Regions from separate parts of the Sus scrofa genome. Here regions 1 and 2 are each linked to region 3. The links are chromatin contacts, called in public Hi-C maps. All regions are on one chromosome and are shown on one strand. The core of a region is the stretch at or near the end of the contact, and the rest is flanking DNA. Distances in the headings are between cores, read along the strand shown.

Region 1 (3,444 bases), core at 428-2,927, 390 kb after region 3:
TATACATGTGTATGTAAATATATAACAATCATTTTGCTATACCCCAGAAACTAACACAATGATGCAAATTAGCTATTCTTCAATTTTAAAAGCGGTTAAAAAATTCTGTGTTGAGGAGTTCCCATCATGGCTCAATGGTTAATAAATCCAACTAGGAACCATGAGGTTGTGGTTCGATCCCTGGCCTCGCTCAGTGGGTTGAGGATCCGTGAGCCGTGGTGTAGGTTGCAGACGTGGCTCGGATCCTGAGTTGCTGTGGCTGTGGTGTAGGCCGGCAGCTACAGCTCCAATTAGACCCGTAGCCTGGGAACCTCCATGTGCTGTGAATGCGGCCAGTAAAAAAAAAAAAAAAAAAAGATTTTTTTTTAAACTATGACAGATATATTTAAGTTCTTCAAAATCACACAGTAATGCACTTCTTCCTCTAACCTGGGCCACCAAGATGGTTGTGAATTTTAACATTGAAGAATTTACCCGGACAATTCCCCTCAAACCTTGTATTAGACTCCCTTGCTTAAGCAACCCTCTTGCTTCCTCCTTGTACAGTCTCATTTCTGTAAGTCTGTCAAAGCTAATTATCTCTCTTCTCAAATGTATTGCTCTTCAGTGCATCATCAACACATATATTACAAAAAGTTGAAGAAAACAGTGACGTGTGCGTTACACTGTGAAGGAAAAGACAGACATAAATAATTATTCAGAGTATCCACTCTCGGTTAATAGAGGCATGAAAATGGCATTAGGAAGAAGGGACGGGATACCAAAGCCAGCCAGTCCCCTCCCCCTTCCATATATGGTTGTCCTCACCCCCACCAGCCAATACCAGAAACTCCTACACCATCACTTCAGGGTAGCGAGGGAAGCAAAATTCTTAGCTTGGCAATCCTTTGACATTCCAGGCCGCAGATAAACACAGAGCCTACCAAACCGGTAACACAGACAACTGGCACCTCGGCAGAGGGAACAAAGCCACGATTCTCCCGGGCACACACTATCATTAGGCTCCTTTCCTTGAAACTATTGTTACATATTTCCCAGTGTTCCAACTTCAATCTCAGACCCAGACCACAAACGTCAAGGTAAAAAAAGGCCCCTGAATGATTTATATCAGTCCTTTCACTCTAAAAACAGGATCAAATGTGGGGGGGGGTCCATTTGAATTTCAATAGCCAGGGTGCCAAATATCCCAGCTTCTGGAGGTTCACCCAACTTTGCCACCCTCCAGGTTACCACCATGACAAGGTCCAAGTTCATCACAGGCTCCAGACTAACTCCACTCTAACACATACCATCTGCCAAAGAGTTTTTTTTTTCCAATATGGTTAGTCCTTGTTGTGACAGTTTTTTTCAACTATCCCTTCCATAGGTTCTGAGAAGGAAGCAGCATGAAATCCAAATCTGATGTCATTGTTTCCATGCTTCATTGAAGAAAACGAACGTGTTTTTAAAAATCCAATAGCAGCTGCAAACCCTTTAGGAATTCCCAGTTAAACTGCAAAGTACGTTCTCAACCATTTAGCCGTAACAACTTTCTAAACTGAGAAAGTTACTCCTTTAGAGAAACCACCCTGTTTACCCAACATCAGAGCGTCTCCTGGGGAAGGGGCTACTGCAGGATGTGAAGAGAATGTTACACCCGGGAGGCGCTGATCTGCACACACCACTGTGAGGAAATACCTGAAGTGATTAAAGATAACACCACCTGCACGCGCTGCAAAGGCGTCCCCTGCTACAGCTACATCTCTGCTCCCGGAGGCAGGGAGGAAGGAGGGACCAAAATGCCACAGTGGATTAGAACTGGGGACAAAAGGAGCACAGAATAGAAGATAGGAGCAGGCACGGGGGAGGTATGTTCTACCCGCAGGGCACTCCGGTATTGTGAGCACTCAGCCACTCCGAAGCCAAAACTCAGGGATGAACAATTAAAACAGTTGTATTTCTTTAGTCTCCAGGAAATTTTGTCGGCTCTGACAGAGGTCCGATTTCTTTGCATAAATGTTAACATCAACCTCAGAATCGCCTTGGTATGAATTTATCTCCGAGGTTATTAAACTCTCTTCAAAAAGAATGAGTCTGAAACCCTCACTTTTTGTAACACGTGTTTTTTTAAAAACTCCATAATAAGTTAAGACTTGATTCTCATCATGTATTCCCTGGAACAAATCATGTCGGGACTCTTTCAAAAAAGAAATGGAAAATGCTTTCCAAAAGGAATTAGAACTAGAAGTTTACTGCAGCCTAGCTGCAATCTCACCAGCCTTTGGAAAACAGTTTTAATCTAATAACTATAATCAGGAGCTATGAAATAACGAATATTAAAAACCGAGAATCATTTATCTGTCCACAGTCAATGCAAAGGTACATGTTATACTTGATGCTAAATGCTAGGCAGTCGTCCACCTTGTAAATACGTGAAAGTCGCCCTTCAATGAACATTCCAGGGCTAGAAGATAAAAGAAACAGATCCAGGAAAAATCCGAAGCAAACGCAAAAAAAGTCAGATGACACTGCTCAGAGGGACAGTAGACTGGCAAAAACGAAACTTCACTGTTTCAACTTGGCTGTCAGCAGGAAGAGTCACAGATTGAAGTTGCACGGCGTGACCAGCGCAGCAACTTTAAGGATGTCTTCGACGATCGGCCTGGCTGGCCTAGTTTCAAGATTAGAAGTAAGGTTCTTATTTTATGTGCCCAACCAACTCTTGCTATTTAAGCTACTGAAGCAGAACATACCTAGCTGTCTTTAGACCGAGGTCCCCTCCCCTAAAGGCTGCACTGAGCACACAGCTGCATTAGCTGAGCTGGCCAAAGGAGCTTTTCTCACTAAGATGCTATGCGGTGCAGCTAAATGGCAGAAAATGGCTGCTGCTAATCAGTTTCTAGGCCATCAATTGAAGCAGAACGCCTGCTTTACTGGACTCACTTGGGAGAGAATGACCTCTAAAGTTTAGGCTAATCACCTACATCTCTGCCCTTGGCTTCTTTCTGTGCTTCAAATAACCAGCCCTGCACATTCTGCACACGTTTCCAGGCCCTGCTGTCGCTGTGACCAAGATGAAGACATGAGGTGGTGGTAAAGGAGATGGGTGAAGAGGGACACAGGGGGCTAGAAGTTCACAAGGGCAGGGGACAGCAACGTGGGGATCCTCCCTAGAAAACAGCAGGGCCGGCCAAGGACCAGCACTTGCGCATGGCTTAACGTGGGCTCCTGTCCAAACGGATCGTAAAACCTAAAGGGAGGTCAGATAGGTGAGGCTCACTCCTTGGGAGGACATGGTTATTTGGAAAATACAGCTGCTCACACCACCTTTCCAAGATAGAACCCTGCAGTCAGGTGAAGGCAGAATAATAGTGAAGCCAAGAGTGTGGATGCTGGAGCCAAACTGTTCTGGCTCTGTAAGAACACTGACTGTCGCTCTTAGTATCCGGCTGCAGGGCAGTTGCC
Region 2 (3,576 bases), core at 642-3,141, 300 kb after region 3:
TCAGCACAGGGCTGTACAGAAAACAGGCAAGTGGTAAATGAATAACAGCTAACAATTCTAATCTAGTGACCAACTGGGGGGCAAGGCAGTTCTACAGGGCATGCTGGCCCCACCTCATGCACATACACCCCTTTTAACCTCTTTGCTCACTTGTGGAGCTTTATTTTGTCATCGGCTCTCCGTTTCAAAAATGGGCACAGCAGAAGATGAAGGTATCACTCAATTCTGAGCACTGGGCAACCAGCAAATAGCTCCGACCTAACCTGGAAGGGACTGAAAGTGAGTGAGATGATGTCTAGAGATCATCTACAAATTTTGGCTTTAAATGCTTTAGCTTAGACCTGTATTGACTGTCATTTACGTCATGGTATTAAGAAAAAGATAAACTCTTAAAACAAAAACATTCTAGTTGCTGAGCGCTTGTGAAGGTTTTTCCCTGGTAATTCCCTTTTGGTTAATCTGATCCCCCCACGCTTCCCCTTTATGAAAATATTTTAGTTTGGGTTCAAAAAAAAAAAGAAAAGACAGACAGAAGTTGGTATAAAGGCTAGAGAAAGTAGGTGGAGTGGGAAAATAACGATCACTTTTCTGTGTGATACTGAGTAAGTGGACGGGATTTCTGGTCCAGCAGTATGATAGGATTTCAAGTATGAAAGGAAAATTTCTTGAGGGAAATGGACAGTTTAACCATGAGTATCGTGCGTTTGATATCCTACCACAACACAAGCAAATCCAGGAATAGGTTACAGGAAACCACAACACCCTTGACTGAGAAACACGAGTTATTTTTTCCAAAGGCACAGGAGCCACCAAACAATAAGCCATCTCCAAAATGTCCAGTAAAGGACCTTTACTGGGAATCGATTGGGCAATGAACCGAAGAAAGCCTCCTGGTAACTGGACTTCATCTGGTTGCAAAAATACTGGATGCCTTCGCTCCTTTTATCACCAAAGATAGCAAACATTCTCCCTGGAAAACTTACCTAGAATCTGTCTTGTTGGAAGGTCAGATCTACAAAGCCGTAATTACTCAGGTAACTTGAGTCTGCTGTTGCCCAAAATACCCAAGTAATTATAGGAGAAAGGTCACTTCCTCTGTATAATCGCAACTCTACCACTGGCTGTCTACACTGGCAGTTATCCAGATAGGAACAGCCTTTCATCTCATCCTGTGCTTGCATAGACCTTACCAAAGACAATGACATTCTTAATGGGGAATTTTTTTTTAATTGCCTTTATAAATATTCCTCCGCTCTCACTCATTCCCCAGGATGATCAGATGACTCCTTCCACAGGACAAGATACAAAATACCCTTTGCCCATTTGTACATTCAAGGAAAGGCATTTCTGGACCAGAGTACTGCCAGACAGAAGAAAGGGAGAGGTGAAGAGGAAGAATGAACAGAGGGTGCCAAGATCTGCACGACTATAGGGATTAAAAGAGTCACAGCTGTGGAGAGAGGTGGGGGGGCGTGGAGAGAGAGAGAGAGAGAGGGAGAAGGAAGCAGAGCAGATATGCAGGTCTGTCTGCAGGTCGACAAACGTCTCATTCCGAGTTTGAGCTTTGACAACAGCCGGCAGTTTGGGGGCAGAAAGCAGCGCATCTGCCGGTCTGTGATTGCTGAAGAGAAGCGCCCATTCCCTTTCTCCACAAAGAAAAAATGGCATTTATCTCAAGTACAGCCAGGCAGATTAGGATTCACCTCCCCCACCCTCTTTCTTCCCTCTTCCTCCTCCTGGCTCCCTCACCGCCTCCCCTTCCTGTTGGAAAAGAAAAGGTGGGAGGGGAGAGGGAGGGGGAGGAGGACCCGCCGGCCACAGACAACGCGGTGGGAGTCTCTTTTCTTCGGCTTTTACCAGCCTATGGGGGTCAGGATGCTATTGGTTCAGCTTTACGGGTGATCTGCTGCCTCTCACTTAGCAACAGCGAGCCAGGGAGGCAGGAAGCGACGCCACCAGGCTCAGGGAGCGTGCGGATGGTTTAAAACGAGCCACTCACTCGGAGGGGAGACGGAAGGGGAGAGAGAGAGAGAGAAAGAGAGCAGTCTGAGCTTAACACACTGTAGCATTAAGAGCAAGGCTTAATCGGGGAGTTAAGCACAACCAACCGGCAGGCTATGGGGAAGAGCAGAGACTGGACAGGAGTTATTTTTAATGAGTACCTGTATAAATCATATACAGAAAGCCTTCCTGTATTTTTTTTTAAAGGACAAACTGCTCTGTGCTGCACGTGTGGTGCGTTGGGAGAGAGATCGGTTCTCTAGGCAAAAGAAAAATAATTATAATAAGAGATAAGATGAATCTAAAACTGTACAGCAGGCTTACTCGGTTTTATTTTGTTTTCACACCAGGGTGCTACTAGAAAAGAAAAAGTAAAATTGGGTGTACTTGAAAAAGCAATTGGCTATGTAATCCCAGGGTTTTGGGTGGATTTTTTTGTTGTTGGGTTTGTTTGTTTTTTTTAATTAGTCCACAGAGTAGCTGTTTCTAAATCCTAAATTCCATTTTAGCATTTGAGAATTAACTTTCTGGGGTGGAAAGCGCCAAAAAAGAAGTACATCTCTGCTGGAGAGAGATTTTTTTTTTTCTCTCTCTCTCTTTGCTTCCTTTGTGGTAAAAGGGAAATTTCTGAGAAGGATGCTGATAGAAGTTCTGAAAGCTCACACCGCCTCAATGTAACAGGGCTCAGGGCCAATAACAACAAGGAAATGTATTCCGCGAGTCCATATTCTTTCATTTCTCTTAATAGAATTTTCCCTTCCCCTCCATCCCAGGTCCCCCACCAGACTTGAGAAGGAGTCTGTCACTTCTGTTTATCCCCCTCAACTCAACCCACCGCATCACATCAAACAGCCTAGCCCCTGACTCTAAAATATAGATGGGAAGGTATCTTGCTTCCCTTCTTGGAGAGAAAAATGGTGCCTTTCAACATGGACTGGAGCTTTCATTGGTGTCAACTGGGGCCCTAGCGACAAAGACAAGCAGCCGGGAGGGCACAGATGGACCTTTATCTGCCCAAATAAACCAGACCCAATTAACCCCTTCAGCTCTGAGCAGTCAGAAGCCACTGACTACAGTGACACCTACTGCTCGGGGTGCAGTTGTACAACGTGGTACCACCTACCAGGTTCTCAACATTTGCTCCACTGATAGGGGTTCCACTGAATACACATTTTTCTACTCTGGGCAGCTGGCCGCAGGACCTCCTCATGGGTCAGGGGCCCTCTCCCCTGAGGTACAAATGCTCCCGTGTAGAAACTGACTCACTAGCAGTGACTGTACACAAGAGGGAGAGAGAACATAATTGGACAAGAGCCTCCTTCAGAATCACGATGAAGGTCAGATCACTTTTATTAACTATCCTCTTTGATACCTGGTTAAATATCTTGGGCAAAATGAAACTTTTATCCAGCATCCACGGAATTTTACTCTATAGAGAAATATATGACAGTGAAGGATTAGTACAATAAAGGTCTTTGAAACTCCACTCCCATAGTTTATATAATAGCATGTTAATCAATTCACATTTCTTTTACTCTATGTGTATAGTCAGATCCCAGAAATTCCCTTGCATTG
Region 3 (3,516 bases), core at 636-3,135:
TAACCCTGTAATGGCCTGCTTCTCGGGGCTACCGGAGCATCCACTGAAGATGAAAGAAAGGGTTAAAGGGGGCCATCCAGAGCAAAGATGGGACAGTGCCATCAGCCACAGGAAGGCCAGGTTTTCAAGGACTGACTTGGGGTAAGAACAACAAAAATACCATTTGTCCTTATCAGTGCTTTGAACATAGGGTACCATAGGTCTGTCCAGTGGAAACACAACTTTGAGAATTATGCTTTTCCTCTGCCTTTGATGTAAATTATACAGTCCTTTTGATCCCTTTGTTGTGATTAATTTGACCACCAAAGCAACTCTAAATTGGTTAAAAGTTCATTAGTGTGCAACAGTAGGAGCTTGATTGAATAAATTATGGTACATCCATACCATGAATACTGGGCAGCCAATAAAAATCATGCCTTCTCAGATCATCTAATTACATATAAAACCAAACTTACAATATATAGGCAAGAGTGGAAGGAGAAGCAGTTGCTAAAACTGAATAATCAGGTTATATGAAGATTCTAAGTGACTTTTATTTTCACATTCTTTCAAATTTTCTATTATGAGCACACTACTTCAATATTAAATATTAAGTTTCATGCTCTAAAAAAGAAAGTCTTTCAACTGACAACAAAAGGAAGAAAAGAAAAGAAAAAGGGTCTATTTGCTTGTTTCCAAGGAATGTACAATTCTGATGAGGGGTGAGACTCCTGAGCTGCTCACGGCATCTTTGAAGAGGAAGCAGCACAAGCTATGTCCCTGGGCCTTCTACCAGGAGGACCAGAGCCTGAGGACCTGGTGCTCGAAGCACCTGACTGTGCTTGGGGAGGGGACTGAGGTTCCCAGAGGACAGGGTGTCTGGGAATGGCTCCGGGAGCCAAGAGGACAATGGTTTCTAGGGCAGAGGGACCCGAAACTCCATTTCTAAGGACTCATCTGCTACAAATATTCATAGCATTGTGCAAAGATTTATCTTAAATAGCCTGAATGATTTCGAGAAGCGACAGAAAGAAAGAAAGAAAGAAACAACTTAAATGGCCAACATTTACAAGAGTCATTAAAGTACAACTGAACCCATCCTCACCGCCTCCCCCCTCAACCCCAAACCTCACTAAGAATATTTAGGCTAAACAGAGCAGGAAAGGAATGTAGTGAGTTTGGGAGGGGCTCTGGGTATGTCTTGGACTATTTGCACTGGAGCCTACCTCACACTCCTGAGAGTGTGACAGACATCCTTAACCGGCATTCTTCCTGTCAAGACCTGGACGTGGCGTGAACTTGAACCTGCCGGGTCTGGCTACAAGTTCAACAGCTAGGCCAGCTTTCTTTGGGGTACCATGCTGCTCTCTGAAGTTCTTCTCCATTCCAGGCTGGAAACCATAGAGCACGGCCAAAACCAGCCCAACCTTTAGAGCCCAAGAACTCAAGAGATGAGTGAAAACTGTCCTTGGCCTCCACAGGCTATCTCCTCTGTGGGGCTGTAAGAAAACCCACCCCTCCGCCAAAGGAGGAATGGCACCTGCCCGCCTCCAAGTGGCCACTGTCCCTATGCATGGCCTGCAGATGGTTTGTCACCTGCTCCAGAAACTAGGGCTTTTACCCATATGTCTGCTGCCTTTGATTCCTTCATTTAAAAATCAAGAAGGGGAAAAAGGAGTTTCGATTTGTCTTCGGCAGTGCTGCCAGAAAGGGTTTTTCTCCCGAGCTACTCTTCCCCCACACAGACCCTTTCTCCTGCCTTGCGCCCCCGGCCCCCCACCCGGTTTCTGATGAAGTCATCACAGCAAAGATTGCATAACTGCTGCAGAGGCCTATCTTGTGTTATACTGGGAGCCAGGCCAATGTTTCCATTTATAGACAAGAGCACCACCACACTGCCAAATGGAGCTCTCTGCTGCAACCTCTCCAAGACAGGCAGGAGGAAGCGGGCAGCGAGCTGGAGGGTAGGCTGTGCAGAGAAGGCCTGGGGGTGCCCTCCATTGTCTCTGAGGCCTTGGGCAGGTGGCTCAGAGATGCTGGGACCAATGCCCGGAAGAGCCTCTGGTACAAAGCAGCCCCCTGGACTCCCCCATCTCCAGGAGACACCCTGGGAGGGAGGGTCCGTGTCAGCCCGCCCACCCTGCTGGCTGAACCTGCATGTGGGCAAACCAGGTGCGATGATGGCAAGGCTCTGAGGGGAGGGAAGCCCTTGCCATGCCCCTGAGAGCAGAGCCAGGCCAGCTGTCATGGTGTCACGGTGGGGGACAGGGGGCCAGGACTCAGGGGAGGGCATGAGAAACGAGAGAAAAAGAGGAGTAACGTTTAGAAATCTGGGGTTGGTACTTTGCACACTTACAGATTTGGGCTGAGAACCACGTTCTTGGAGGAAGCAAGTCTCTAGGAGAAGGGCTCACCCAGGGTCAGGAAGGGCTGGTGGGCAGGAGGATGGGGGGCATCGGATCCTGGGCCCTACATCCACAATGACCCTTGAGTTGAGATTTTTAGATATATTCTCCACACGACGTTTTATGTGGGGTCATTGAGAAACCCTGATACAATTGAAAGGTATCTCCTATTTTACAGCTTTAAGTGGTGCCCTGTAACTAGATCACACTCCTCTAAGTCTGCTATGGGTTAATATTCTTCATAACTCTTGTATTTATCTTGTGAATTAGGTGTAAGTATACCACACTGTATTTTAAAAAATAGGGTTCCCGTTGTGGCGCAGCAGAAACAAATCCGACTAGGAACCATGAAGTTGCGGGTTTGATCTCAGGTTAAGGATCCGGCATTGCCATGAGCTGTGGTGTAGGTCACAGATGCAGCTTGGATCTGGCATTGTGTGGCTGTGGCGTAGGTTGGCAGCAACAGCTCCGATTGGACCCCTAGCCTGGGAACCTCCATATGCTGCAGGTGCAGCCCTAAAAAGGACACGAGACAAAAAAAAAAATAAAAATAAATAAAATAAAAATAAACATTATCTTTTCTTTTAACCTTATTGGCATTTCTTTTTTTTTTTTATGGCCATACCTGCAGTATATGGAAGTGACCTGAGCCACTGAAGTTGGATTCTTAACCCACTGTGCCACAGCAGAAACTCCCTGGAATTTCTTCCTTTTGTAAAACATACCAGGTGACTCCAAAAAATAGAAGTGGCCCAGGTCTTTTGTTAACCCTGAGTTGGTGACAAACTGGCATAAAAATAGTCTTAGGAGAAGTATAGGCCTCAAAGGGAGTTTCACTTATTCACTTGTGTCTCGGTGAGCACAGCTCCTGATCCCTCTTCCCCACCCCCCCAGTAACCTGGATAAAGGAATTTGGAAGCAATTAGAAATCATCCTTTCCACAGATCTTTAACTTTTCACTCATTTTACCTGAACTTCTCTCAGGTAGCGGCATGATTCGACAGTGCTTGGCATATGGCAGTGCTCATAAGTATTTGAATCATGATCACAATGTTGATAACAGGAATTAGAAGATGTTCAACATCACTCATTATTAGAGAAATGCAAATCAAAACCACTCTGAGTACTACCT

The links. A called contact is a pair of places that touch in the nucleus more often than the background predicts.
Region 1: a Hi-C map of omental adipose tissue shows a contact between it and region 3, with 2.1 times the contacts expected there. The contact joins two enhancer-like sites. A contact is called at or near these places in 6 of 47 Hi-C or Micro-C datasets (embryonic fibroblasts, epiblast stem cells, omental adipose tissue and 3 more) and 1 of 2 datasets of contacts at active chromatin or transcription factors (skeletal muscle).
Region 2: a contact with region 3 is called in a Hi-C map of fetal skeletal muscle, with 1.6 times the contacts expected there. The contact joins two enhancer-like sites. A contact is called at or near these places in 5 of 47 Hi-C or Micro-C datasets (embryonic fibroblasts, epiblast stem cells, fetal liver and 1 more) and 1 of 2 datasets of contacts at active chromatin or transcription factors (skeletal muscle).

The regions. Positions count from the first base shown.
Region 1 is chr8:86,891,419-86,894,862 of Sscrofa11.1, reverse strand. The region is part of intron 1 of MAML3 (mastermind-like protein 3); the gene reads right to left. Among named protein-coding and RNA genes, the nearest start is that of MAML3, 14 kb to the right of the region's middle. Within about 2 kb of position 1,677, at least 19 of the 83 cell types and tissues checked have an H3K27ac peak or open chromatin away from gene starts, as enhancers often do. A contact at or near this core is called in omental adipose tissue, where this site is marked.
Region 2 is chr8:86,980,221-86,983,796 of Sscrofa11.1, reverse strand. The region is part of intron 1 of MAML3 (mastermind-like protein 3); the gene reads right to left. Among named protein-coding and RNA genes, the nearest start is that of MAML3, 100 kb to the right of the region's middle. Within about 2 kb of position 1,891, at least 63 of the 83 cell types and tissues checked have an H3K27ac peak or open chromatin away from gene starts, as enhancers often do. A contact at or near this core is called in fetal liver, fetal skeletal muscle and skeletal muscle, where this site is marked.
Region 3 is chr8:87,283,425-87,286,940 of Sscrofa11.1, reverse strand. The region is part of intron 4 of MAML3 (mastermind-like protein 3); the gene reads right to left. Among named protein-coding and RNA genes, the nearest start is that of MGST2, 110 kb to the left of the region's middle. Within about 2 kb of position 1,885, at least 36 of the 83 cell types and tissues checked have an H3K27ac peak or open chromatin away from gene starts, as enhancers often do. A contact at or near this core is called in fetal liver, fetal skeletal muscle, omental adipose tissue and 1 more, where this site is marked.